Regions from separate parts of the Mus musculus genome. Here region 2 is linked to region 1. A link is a contact called in public promoter capture Hi-C data. All regions are on one chromosome and are shown on one strand. The core of a region is the stretch at or near the end of the contact, and the rest is flanking DNA. Distances in the headings are between cores, read along the strand shown. Region 1 holds the start of Ddn (dendrin). Region 2 holds the start of Lmbr1l (limb region 1 like).

Region 1 (6,372 bases), core at 2,476-4,975:
AGTATCCATGTGTGTGAACGTGAGTATAGTTGCCTGAGGAGGCCAGAGGCACCAGATCTGAAGCAAGGAGTTATAGGCAATTTCGAGTCATGGCTGCTGAGATTGAGCTAGGATCCTCTGAGAGAACAATACATGCTCCTAACATTTGTGCCATTTCACAAGATCTGAAATTAATTTTTTTTAAATTGCGTGTTGAGATGTTTTGTTTGCACTTATGTGTGTGTGCCTGGTGCCCATGGATGCATTGGATAACTAGGCCCGGTGTCTCCACTGTTGTCAACTGTCATATGAGCAAGAGAACTGAGCCTAGATCCTTTGGAAAGGCAACCAGTGCTCTTAAGCCAGCCCTCACCCCATTCACAACCGTGTGTAAGTTGGAAAACAACCTCAGGCAGTGGTTCTCAGGAGGGAACCAGGGCCCCTTGGGGTGGGGGATGGGGTTTCTGCCACATAGACAAGGTTGGCTGGTCAGCAGGCCCCAAAGATCCATGGGATTAAAACACCACCGGTGGCTTTTTATGTAGGTTCTGAGGCTTGGACCTGGTTCCTCAAGCTTTCAAGACATGTTTTACGAACTGAGCCATCTCCACAACACCTTTTCCAGTTTGAGGAGAATTTTTTAAACTGCAGCACAGAGACTCAGTGTGGCCCAGTGCCACACTGGTAAAGTCACTCACCAGCTTAGTTACCAGAGTCCTCTGACCTCCTCCGTGTGCACAACATGGCATGTGCACCAACACACACATATGACGACTATGATGATGACGACGACATCATGCATACACATAAATATGATGTTTTAAGGCCAAGCTGGCAGCCAAGCATGGAGGGATATTCCTTTTGTTCCAGCATTTGGGAGGTAGAGGCAGAGAGGGAGGGAGAGAGCTCTGGAGTTTCAGGCTAGCCTGGTCTAAATACAGAGCAACTACATAGTGAAATCATGTCTATTTAAAAAAAAAAAAGAAAAGAAAGCCAGGCAGTGGTGGCCCACACCTTTAACCCCACCACTCTGGAGGCAGACACAGGTGGATCTCAGGTGGAGTTCAAGGCTAGCCAGGACTACACAGAGAAACCCAGTCTTGGAAAAACCAAAAAAAAAAAAAAAAAAATTAAAACTAGCATTTAGGGCTGGAGAGATGGCTCAGCGGTTAAGAGCACTGACTGCTCTTCCAAAGGTCCTGAGTTCAATTCCCAGCAACCACATGGTGGCTCACACCTATCCGTAACGAGATCTGGCGCCCTCTTCTGGAGTGTCTGAAGACAGCTACAGTGTACTTACATATAATAATAATAATTAAAAAAAAAAAACAAAAACAAACTAGCATTTAAACTGAAACCGTCTGGTTCTGGTTTCATGTCTTCCTACCTTCACACCAGACTCCTGTCCTCTCTCATCTCTGCTGACTTGTTCCCACCTCACTTCCCACAGTTACGCTCCCTTACTTTCTCTATTTGGACCATAGTTAGCTAAGGCCCATGCAAATTTCCCTAACATGTCAGGTCTCTGGAAAGTGGCAAACGGAGGAGAATCTTTGGGCAGAGAGATGCTAATGTCATCGGCGTTTCTGAGTGGAGGTTGAGTTGTTTGGATAATGCTGGGCCGGTAGTCTTTTTGAACCCACAATTCCCTTGCCTTTCCTCTAAGGTAGAGGGTACATCATGGAGGAACAGCAGAGCTGGGGTCAACCCACCAGACCTATCATCTGTGCTGAGAGTGATACCCAACACCTGACGGACGGAGGACCTGCAGGCTCTGTTCCCTTCTACAGCAGCTTTGCCGATAGGGGTTAGCATCCAAGCCAGGAGCAGGTCCTGAGTAATTCCCTGGCTTTCCCTTCTCCTGCCAAGCCTTCAGAAGAACCTGGGCCACGCTAGTTTTCACAAAGCGGGCTTTCTGATGGAACACAGGGAACACATCAGGGCGCTTGTTAGAGGTCAGCTCTCAGTGCTTGGGCCCCCTCTCCATCCACATCTTTGCTCTCAGCACATTCCCAAGCTTGGGGGAGGGAGGCCTCCAAATGATTATAATTAGAGCATGTTTGTGTGTGTGGAGAGGGTGGAAAGGACAAATGTCTCCTTGTGTCACATTCCTTCATCAAGGAGGACTTGTCCAGGGAGGAGGCAAGACTTTAAAAGCTGTGGGATTCTGTTGGGCCCTGGCAGTGCCTGCAAGCCATCCTCAGGGCAGCCAGGAGGTAGGTGGAATCATGGCATGGGGTGGGGGTTGAGGAGTGGCAGGGGAGGGACAGCAGAACAGGTCAGGTTCTACTTTGCTGTTTCTCAATGAGTGTGACCTATAACAATTCTTTGGTCCCTGTCCCCTTAAAAAGAAGGCTCTGTATCCAAATGCTCCTTGTACTTCTATGAAAAACCAACTTTTGTCTCTCCCATTTACCCCACCAAGTCTCAGCTCCTGGGAAGCAGCTGAGGAAAATGGGGATAGACACACTTTGCAAGCCCACAGGCTTCTGTTCCTAAAGTCAGGAGCAGCAAATGGTCCCTTCTTCCTCAGGAGCCATTGCCACCCTCTCATCCCGCTCCCTACACTTCTCCCCTCCCCTGAGCTGCTGCTATGGTTGCCAGGCATGGTTGCTAAGTCTCTGCATGGAAGGTTGGCGTGGGCTGTGCTGCCACTAACATTACCATGGTGAATCAGGGGACACCTGGTACAGGCATAGGGGGAGGGATCCCGAGGATGCAAGCAGCAACCCCCCAGAATCGAGTGAGTCCAAAAGGTGAGCTGCACCACACCATGCCAGTCAAGTGAACTAGAGCCCCGACCTAGGAAAGAAAGGCCACTTTTATCTTTTCTGTTGCTAGGGGATTTGGCTGTGCCACAGGAGCACTCTAGTCCATCCCCCTCTGTTAGGGTACAAATGTATTTAAGCACTCTATCTGCACCCCACATAAGGCTTGGAAGAGCTGTGTGGGCACGGAACTGTGTAACCCTAGAATCCTGGCTTCTGGGTTAGGGGAGCTAGCCTGCTGCTCAGGGAAGGCTCTGTGGGTGCCCAAGGACACCCATATTTAGAGTAGGAGTCGTCCTGCTGTTTGGTGGCCAGGATAGATGGAGTTCCGCCTCAGCAGAGAAAGCTGAGGCATACAGGTGCACCTTTCTGAGGTCTTGGGGGAGCAGCTCTCCCCCAGAGTCGCACAAAAGCTTCCTGAAAGCGGCACCTCTTCTCTGTACTGCTTAGGAACTGGTTACTCATCTCAGCTGCACCCGAATGCCACCGACACTAAAAATAGCCCGCTCCCCCCAGCTGTGGGCCAGCCTCTCTTGCACCCCAACCCCATGGAAACCAGCAGCGAGTGGCAGGCAGAGACCTTGAGTTCTGTTCTCACCACTCCCTGTCGGAGAAAGGAGTCTGGGCGAGCAGGCAGGAATAGAGAGAGCACTGGTGGTCAGGCAACCTGACAAGCAGGAAAGCAAAGGGTTAAAACTTCGGGAAGGATGAAGAAATGGGGGCTGGAGGAGAGGGCACCGTAAGCTTGGCAAGAATCAGAAGTCTCTCCCCGCCCACTCGCAGGTCCCATTAGGCTTGGGGGACCTGAGCAGTGAGTGGGAAGGGGCGTCCAATCCCAGGCCCCAGGGGGCGGCCGTGCACATGGGGGAGGAAGCAGCGCGGAGCCGTCCACGGCGGCGTGTCACATGCGCGCGCGCTCGCGCGCTAGCACACACTCACACACGCACAGACAGGCACACACGTGTGCCCGGGTATATATAGTTGCCAGTCCCTGGGCCTGCCGCTCTGCAGTGGGCGCCGGCTCCCTGGGTTGGGAGGGGGCTCACGGGGCGGGTGGGAGGGTGGGGGGCCGGGGTGGGGTGGGGCAGGATGCTGGATGGCCCGTTATTCTCCGAGGGGCCCGACAGCCCCCGGGAGCTCCAGGATGAGGAGTCCGGCAGCTGCCTCTGGGTGCAGAAGTCCAAGCTGTTGGTGATTGAAGTGAAGACTATTTCCTGTCATTATAGTCGTCGCGCTCCTTCTCGACAGTCCATGGACATCCAGGCCAGCTACTGGGCCCGTGGGCCCCAGAGCCGCACGTGAGTGAAGGAGGGGTGAGGGGCAGCAAGTGGTGGGGCGGGAAGTGGGGTCCAGACCTCCCCGCTGGCACCAGCAATTGCTGCTGTTCCCTTCTCTTTCCCGCGCCTCCCTCCCCCCACTCGTCGAGGACTGGGGCCTGAATCATTGAGCGCTGTTTAGGGGGACAGGAGTACTAGTGGCAGGCGGTGAGATGGGGGCAGTCGCTGTTAAAGTGTGCATGGAGAGATGGCGAGGAGTCTCATTTCGACTTTAGCCCTAACATATACGCACGTGCACTCGCTCAGACACTCACACGAACCCTCCCACATGGCTGCCCCAAGTGGTCTCCAGTGCTCCCAGCTCCCCGGACCTCGGCTCTCTGTCCCCGCAAACTGCTCACCTGGGTTCCTGCTCATTGTCCCAGGTGTAGGCTGCGCCCGGGATCCCCTGAGCCGCCACCCCGCCGACCCTGGGCCTCCAGGGTGCTGCAGGAGGCAACCAACTGGCGGGCGGGCCCCCCCGCCGAGGTCCGAGCCCGGGAACAAGAGAAAAGAAAGGCGGCGTCGCAGGAGCGGGAGGCCAAGGAGACCGAGAGAAAAAGGCGCAAGGCTGGCGGGGCCCGACGGAGTCCCCTAGGTCAGCCCCGCCCAGAGCCCCGGAACGCCCTTCGGGCAGCCCAACCTACAGGGTTTCCAGTTTTCTCCAGACCAGAGCGCTTCGGGCAGGTGGGGCGAGCGCCCCGACCATCCGTGCTCCCGCAGGGTGACCCAGGGGTTGCATGGGCGGGGCCATGGGGAGGCAGAAGGCCAGGGCCCCCTAGCTACGAGGCTCACCTGCTGTTGAGAGGCTCTGCAGGCACAGCCCCAAGGCGCCGCTGGGACCGGCCGCCACCCTATGTGGCTCCACCTTCTTATGAAGGTCCCCACAGGACCCTGGGGACTAAGCGAGGCCCGGAGCTCTCCCGGGCGCCCACCTCATCAGCCCCAGTTCCAGCCACCACCAGGACAGAGGGAGGGCGCACGAAGAAGAGGCTGGATCCTCGAATCTACCGGGATGTTCTAGGAGCTTGGGGTCTCAGACAGGGACGGGGACTCTTAGGAGGTGCTCCAGGCTGTACAGCAGCCAGAGCTAGGCCAGAGTCTTGCAAAGGGGCTATAGAGAAAAGCTCAGGCCTAGTTGCTGCTGGCCTGAACAGTGCTGGCGATAGTCATTCCCAAGGCAAAACGACTGGCGGTCCAGGCACGGACGCAGCTCTCTCTAGGTCCGCGATCAGCAGCCCACCTCGTCCTGTTCCCAGGTCCAGGCAGCACCTCAGGGGGTCAAGGAAAGGGAAAGAAGGAAGTGAGCAGATATGGCTTCCCACGTGTTGGCTTGCCTCCCCTAAAAAGCCTCCAGTTAGGCACAGCCAGACGCTCCCTAGACCCTGGGCTCCTGGAGGCACCGGGTGGAAAGAGTCCCTGGGTCAAAGAGAGGGGGCAGAACATGAGACCCTGGAAGTTTGGAAGGTGACCCGCCGTGCCCACACCCTGCCCCGCATTTCCCGAGGTCCCGCTGGTAGAGAAGGCATCTTTGTCATTGACGCCACATGCGTGGTGATAAAGTCCCAGTACGTTCCGACCCCTCGAACCCAGCAGGGTCAGCTCGTGCCCTCTGGGGAGTCGTGCAGTGTGAGCGACAGCCTTAGTCAACCCAAGCCCTGTCACGAGGAGGAGGGCGAGGGGGCCGCTGCCAACCCTTCAGTTTGCCAAAAGCGACTGTTGAGCAGTCGAGTCTTAAACCAACCGAGCGAGGGTCGCGAGTGCGAGGCCGAGGTCGGACAGCAGGGGGATTCTTCATTGGAGGAGCGCTCCTCCAGCGGTTTGGGGTTCCCTGTCGGAGAAGTGAACCCGCGAGACGCCCCCACGCAGCCAGGTAGCCAAGAGCACCCGACCTTAGGCCCAGCGGCTCCGGTATGCGCCGGCAGCTTGAAGGGCTCAGAAGCGGCTGGTGTCCCGCGGCGCGCGGGCGGGGGCTGGGCGCGGACTCCAGGGCCCTACGCCGGGGCGTTGCGAGAAGCCGTGTCCCGCATCCGCCGCCACACCGCCCCAGATTCGGACTCAGACGAAGCGGAGGATCTCAGCGTCCATAGCGGCTCCTCTGATGGAAGCGACACAGACGCCCCAGGCGCCTCCTGGCGGAATGAGAGGACCCTGCCTGCGCTTGGGAACACCCGGCCCAGGGAAGGCGGGAAGACAGCAGGGCTGAGCGACAGTATCCGGGAGATTGTGGATGTCATCAGTCAAACCGAGGAAGGCTTCATCCGAGAGGACACCAGGAAAACGCCACAGGGAAATAGAGAGAGGGAGTG
Region 2 (6,372 bases), core at 1,066-3,565, 110 kb before region 1:
CCTGGGCATGAACTTGTTCTCATGCACACACACACACACACACACACAGAGAGAGAGAGAGAGAGACAGAGACAGAGAGAGAAACAGACGTACAAGTGTAAAACTTACAACTGTGGTGTGGTGGAGTGGGGCATGGTGGCACGTGTATTTAATTCCAGCATCAGGAGGAGCAGCAGCTGGATCTCAGTGAATCTGAGGCCAGCCTTCTCTAAACACTGAATTCTGAGAAGGCTGGGACTATAGAGAGGCCTTGTCTTAAAAACAAAAAAACAACAACAAAAAAATGCCAACAACTCAGAATTTGCATATAACGTATGCATATCGCCCAAAATATTTAGAACCAATACTCCAGCACCTATAATTCTCAATACGGTGTAAAAATTATATAAATAGTTTAGGGTATAGCCGGGCAGTGGTGGCGCATGCCTTTAATCCCAGCACTTGGGAGGCAGAGGCAGGTGGTTCTGAGTTCAAGGCCAGCCTGGTCTACAGAGTGAGTTCCAGGACAGCCAGGGCTACACAGAGAAACCCTGTCTCAAAAAACAAAAAACAAAACAAAATTTAGGGTATACCAGCAAGAACACAAAATCTGCACATGTTCAGTACAGACATAATTTTGTTCCCAAGACTTTTTTTCATGGTGTTGGGAATCAAATCCAAGGTCTTGCTCATGCTAAGTTCTTTATCACTGTGTAACATTCCCAGCCCTAGATGTATTTTGCTGTTGTATTTTGAAGCAGGGTCTCTCTTTGTATCCCAGATGTGTTTTTAGACTTGGTCTCTCATTAGGACTTGGGGCTACATGAATAGGGTTCGCTGACTAGTCTAGTCAGCAGACCCTAGGGATCCTCCCGTCCACACCTCCCCGGGTTCACCAGCCTGCACTACTCATTAATTGTGGGTGCTAGGAATGGAACTTAGGTCCTTCTCCTGTTACCAACTGAGCCATCTCTATAGCTACCCCTCCCAAATGGTTTTTGCTTTGTGTTTGAGATTAGCTGAACCCACAGATGTAGAACCCAACAATGCAGAGGGCCAACTATATAAACATAAATGTATACACGGGATGTATTTATTTTGTTTTTGAGACAAATTCTCACCATGTTACTCTGGTTGTCCTAAAACATTATGTAAAGGGCAGACTGGCCATGAATTTATAGATCCACCTGCTTCTGCCTTCCTAGTGCTGAATTAAAAGACGTGTGCCACAATGCCCAGATGGTTTCTGAATCTCAAAGTAGGACTGGGCCAACCTCTATTTTCTAGTTTCAAATTAAAACGTTAAAACGTTAAAATGTTAAAACATTAAAATTAGATAAAGGCTATAAAGAGAACAGCACATAGCAGGGAGTTAATGTTTGGGAGTTAATGTTTTACTCAACCCACTCACCAATATTCCCTGGGATATTTCCTCAGTTTCGGGATAGCCTGGGCCTGGTAATACATGCAATCAACTAGGAAGCTGAGAATTCAAGGGTAGCCTGGTTTGCATCGCAAGACCTGTCTCAACAAAACAAAAGTTTCATGACATTTTTAAAAAGTCTCCTGTTTTTTTGTTTTTGTTGTGGTTTGTTTTTTAACTATTTGTTCTCTAATACCCTAGGCCTTCCACAAAAATAACTGTGTGAAAGCTGTCTGGAGTGGCAGGGAAACTCCAATAACAAATAAAAAAACGCATCGGGCAGTGGTGGCACAAGCCACTAATCCCAGCACTTGGGAGGCAGAGGCAGGCGGATTTCTGAGTTCGAGACCAGCCTGGTCTACAGAGTGAGATCCAGGACAGCCAGGGCTACACAGAGAAACCCTATCTCGAAAAACCAAAAATAAAAATAAAGAAAAAGAAAAGAAAACGCTATGGACCTTTGGGTTACAGGCAGCCGTCCCTTCAGAAGACCCCGTGGTGCTTACATCTTCTCGACGGGCTGACCTGATCCCAACCTTATTCGTTTAAACTAAAATCCTGACGGATACACATCCTGGAACCAACCCTCACATCTCAGCCGTGGACCACAAGGACTCTTAGTTTTAGAACAGCTTCGACAGGCCAAAAACATCCCGCCTCCTTTCCCAGAATGTCCTATCAGCGCACTCCTAGCGATGACCGACAGTCTACGAGGAACCAGTAAGTTCCGCTCCTCTGAAGAAACCCGCCCAGGCCTTGTGTCGTCACTGGGCACCAAGCCTGGCACTTCCGCGTAGCCGGGCGGCGGGTACTTGCGTTGAAACGTGCTTGCGAGTGACCCCACCTTAAAGGGGAGGGGACCGAGGGGGACCCGAGCCCTTTAAGACTAGGCGGGCTGGGGCCTGCCCCTTTAAGGGCGGGGCGTCCGACCGCAGAATCTGAGCCCCAGATTACCTTGAGTTTCCGTCACGGGCAGCGAGGAGAGGCGCTTAGGCTGGGTCCGGGTGCTTGGCGGGCGGCGGCGGCCTCATCCCCGCTCGTCCTCCCCGGGCCCGGAGACACCCCCGCCCCAGTCATGCTGAGCAGAGTATGGAAGCAGCTGACTACGAAGTGCTATCCGTGCGAGAACAGCTGTTCCACGACAGGGTCCGCGAGTGCATCGTGAGTCCGGGACCTGGGCGGGAAGGGGCCGGGCCGAGGTGGGAGGGGCGCGCCGCGATGGAGACGGGAAGTCCAGCTGCCTGGGCTCCGGAGCACCTCGACCCCTGCGAGCGCCGGGGCCGGGCCGGTGAACTCCCGGTCGGGTCGGCTGGGTCCCTGAGCCGTAAACAAAGCCGCCGGGTTTCCGTTCCTCGGCCGCTCGCCCCTCCCCCCGCCCCTTCTACTCCACCCCCGTGGGCGTTCCTGGCGATGGGGGTCCTCTAGTGTGGAGCGTTTGATCCTCTGGAAAAGGATGGATTTGCTTCGGGACAAGTTAGTGTGCGTGTTCCCCCTTAAAAGTAGATGAAGGGCAACCATGGTTGATGTTGAAATGAAGGGAGACTCGGTCACATTGAGCAGTTAACCGGGGACATGCGATGGTGGCGCGAGGGGCGAAGGAAAAGTGGGAGCTGTAGTGGGTCCTCCCACTAAGGAAGAAAGAAGTCCTGTCCGACGAGATGGGGTTGTAAGAAGTGGAGATGGAGGAACACCGAGGTTTCCCCGCCTGTTTTCTCTCCCCTGTAGTAGTGGTTGTTTTCATTCCTTCTGTGATTGAATCCTGGGCCTCTGGCATGCAGCATGCCAAACACAAGCCAATACAATGACACACACCCCGCACGACTTCCGGATAATTTGTTTGACACTCAGACTGGGTTTCCAGCCATCCCGTGTGAGTTCTCATGTGTGGGTGGGGTGGGGTGGGGTGGGGTGGGGGTGGGAGGGTCCCGGGTCCGCAGTGATCCTGAGCGCATCTAGCCTGTATTTCTTATTCTTTAAGCATTAATCTAGAATTGCAGTTGAACTTTCCATACGGCAGTGTACTACTCTAGGGTAGGAGCACCCGTGGGACTTAGGGAAATCTATTTTCCTTGGGCCTGCTTTGAATGATAATCTCTTTGTCTGCTGGGTTTTTTTGTTTTATTTTGTTTTGTTTTCCCAGAGAGCTCTGCACATACTAAATGAAAAGGGAAGGGTTTGGAGGAGTGGAAGGAGATCTTACTGAATAAAGGGGAGGGCTCAGATGGTGTCTTTCTTCATTTTTCTCAGGCTGAGCTTTAGGCTACCCCTTGGCATGCTTAGATTGAAGAAACGGTAAAGGGGACTAGGTCTGCCCTTACCAATGAGGGCATACGAGTATCTAGCCCCAGGATAAGAGTCGGGTAGCATCTCTTCTGTGTTCCTTGGGAGAGGTACACATTGGGGATTGGGCATATCACGGTGGGGGGCCAGGGGGGGGCACATCCAGGCCTTATAAGATACTGACCACCTGGAGGGATGAGGCCGAAGAAACTGCTCAGTATGTGTTTCTGCCTCCTAAGCCATTAGCTTAGGACATCAGCTCCAGCCAGGGGCAAGTGAACGTTTCTAGTGTCTCCTGAATGTGGCTCCCATCTAGAAACTAGAGAACAACCCAGGTAGGAGGTGGGGGTGCGCGCCTTCAGTTCCAGCACTCAGGAGGCACAGGCAAGCGGATCTCTTGAGTTTATGGCCAGTCTGGTCTACAGAGTGAGTTTCAGGACATCCAGGGCTACACAGAGACACCATGGGAGAGGGAGGGAGCGAGCACTGAAACAGCTTAGCCTGTCCTGGAAGTGGGTGGAACCCCAAGCCTGACCTTTTGAGCTCTACTACCCTCTTGGCTGTTAATCAAGTTCAAGACCAAAAGGGGCAGAGAAGGAGCTGTTGGGAAAATTCAGCTTCCATCTTAGTGGCTCTTCCTATGGGGACTTCCTAAATCAAAAGCTATCACTTTATTCTAGACACAGGACTTTCTTGGTCTCCTCTTTGTCACTGTACAGATTTCCTCTAGGGTCTGTTTATCTTGGAGACTAGAAGACACGTGAGATCGAGCTTGTCTGTGCCTACCTCAAATGCAATGACATTTCCCTTTTGTTTTTCTGATGCCTTGGAATGGTGTAGAGATGTAATGCTTGTACTACTTATCTGTCCAAGTTCTGTCCTGTCATTTGGAGGTCTAACCACTCAAGGCCATGTGTAGGTCCTAAGATACTTGGCTCTGAAGTTAGAAATTACTTATGGTAGGGTCTCAGGAGTGACTACTTTTAGAGTGACAGATGACCTGCTCTGGAAATGTTGGGCCCGACTAAAGCCTTCTCTCAAGCTGAAGGGGCCCTGGTTTGGAGTAGAAGTTCTGATTTGCTCTCCAGATGGGATTCTTATGCAGTAGTGCCTGGGGCATACGCTCTCACTACAGCAACTGAAGCTGGGTAAGAGGACATGCCAAGGCAACAGAGGCATCTTTCCCCAAGCCTGTTTCTTTCCTAGAATGTTCTCAATGTCAGCCTCTCTCATTCTATGGCCTGATGTAGGATGTGGAGTATGTGTGTGTGTGTGTGCATATGTGTTATTTCTGCGAGTTCCTCTGCTTGAAGCTTGTGGCTCCAGCACAGTACCAGGGCTGGGTTGGCCTTCTTTTCCCAGGGGTGACCTCTGTTTGGTCCTTCTTAAAGTCCTCCCCTCCTCCCCCGTAGCTTAACTGAAGGGAAGTCACCAATGAGAACTCCACGATGTATGGAGCTTTCTATAGCGGCTATAGAACGTCTCATTCCAGCTTGCTTTTTGCCACAGATCTCAATACTTCTGTTTGCAACACTCTACATCCTCTGCCATATCTTCCTGACCCGCTTCAAGAAGCCTGCTGAGTTCACCACAGGTACTCTGACTTCCCTACTCTCAGCCTTGTTGCCATGGGGTTGGCCTCAGAGGGGTGTGTACCAGTGCATGCTGGGAAAGGGCAGGTGACTACTGGGCTGCTCTGCAGCCTGTGCCTCTTGAGCTCTGTTCTGCATAGAGTTGAGGGGGTGGTAGGTAGGACGCCTAGATGGAATGTCTCCAAGCTTCGGGCTTCTTGTTACTTAATTACTTTATTTGTATATGTTTTTAAGTTAGAGAACAAACTCATGTTTTATAGTGGATTTTTCAAAATCAGATACTTCTTTCTTGGTTTTATTTTATAGACAATTTCTCACGTAGTCCTGCCTGGCCTTGAACTCTTTATGTATCTAAGGATGACCTTGAACTACTGTCTCTGCCTCCCAAATCCTGGGCTCCATGGTGTGGTGCATGCTGCCACGTTCCTGTCCCAGTAGTTTCTCCACACCCCCACCCCCACCCCCCGCCCTTTCTTTTCCTCTGTGAGTTTTCATGGAACTCACTGTGTAGACCTGGCTGGCCTTGAACTCACAGAGATTAGCCTGCCTCTGCCTCCCAGATTCTGTGATTAAAGGTGTGCGCTGCCACTACCACCTGGCATCCATTTAGCTTTTCTTTTCCTCTTTTGTTTTGTTTGTTTGTTTGTTTTGGGGGGTTGTTTTGTTTTGTTTTATGAAACAGGGTTTCTCTGTTTAGCCCTGGCTATCCTGGAACTCACTCTGTAGACCAGGCTGGTCTCGAACTCAGAGATCCGCCTGCCTCTGCCTCCCGAGTGCTGGGATTAAAGGCGTGGGCCGCCACGCCCGGCTCACCATTTAGTTTTTCTAATCCTGTTTCCTCCTGCAAAATGGACATCCTGAAGTCCACTTAGCGCTTTATCACTGGGAGGACCAAATGAGAGCCTTCCATAAACCTTAAGTAGGCGACTGCAGGGTGTATCTTGGGTGTATGTTTTATGTTGGCTCATTTCCTAGTGCTCTCCCACTAGGACCCAAAGCTTCCCGAGGTCTGGTGATGGTAGTCTTTCTCTAGCGTCCCAGACTGTGGCTTTTCGTCCTGTAGATCTCTGATGGGAACACAAAACACTTTGTTTCAGA

The links. Capture Hi-C pulls out chosen DNA fragments and counts their contacts.
Region 2: a contact with region 1 is called in a promoter capture Hi-C map of pancreatic islet. The contact joins the promoter of Lmbr1l here to the promoter of Ddn in region 1. A contact is called at or near these places in 17 of 39 promoter capture datasets (the 3T3-L1 cell line, 3T3-L1-derived adipocytes, cranial neural crest and 10 more), 2 of 15 datasets of contacts at CTCF or cohesin (the NIH/3T3 cell line and embryonic stem cells), 34 of 484 Hi-C or Micro-C datasets (the C2C12 cell line, the G1E-ER4 cell line, the HL-1 cell line and 17 more), 11 of 115 datasets of contacts at active chromatin or transcription factors (bone marrow-derived dendritic cells, embryonic limb bud, embryonic stem cells and 1 more) and 4 of 9 other capture datasets (adipose tissue, embryonic stem cells, liver and 1 more).

What each region holds. Positions count from the first base shown.
Region 1 is chr15:98,805,278-98,811,649 of GRCm38.p6, reverse strand. Ddn (dendrin) reads left to right here and starts at 3,725. Exons shown (of 2, transcript NM_001013741.1): 1 at 3,725-4,045; 2 at 4,450-6,372. The coding sequence starts at 3,837. It overlaps B130046B21Rik (a long non-coding RNA gene), which reads right to left and starts at 5,335. Exons shown (of 3, transcript XR_003951472.1): 1 at 4,426-5,335; 2 at 3,328-3,414; 3 at 1,270-2,781.
Region 2 is chr15:98,914,041-98,920,412 of GRCm38.p6, reverse strand. Lmbr1l (limb region 1 like) reads left to right here and starts at 2,315. Exons shown (of 17, transcript NM_029098.3): 1 at 2,315-2,563; 2 at 5,192-5,276. The coding sequence starts at 2,492. Gm41396 (a long non-coding RNA gene) reads right to left here and starts at 2,444. Exons shown (of 5, transcript XR_001781764.2): 1 at 2,357-2,444; 2 at 1,391-1,500.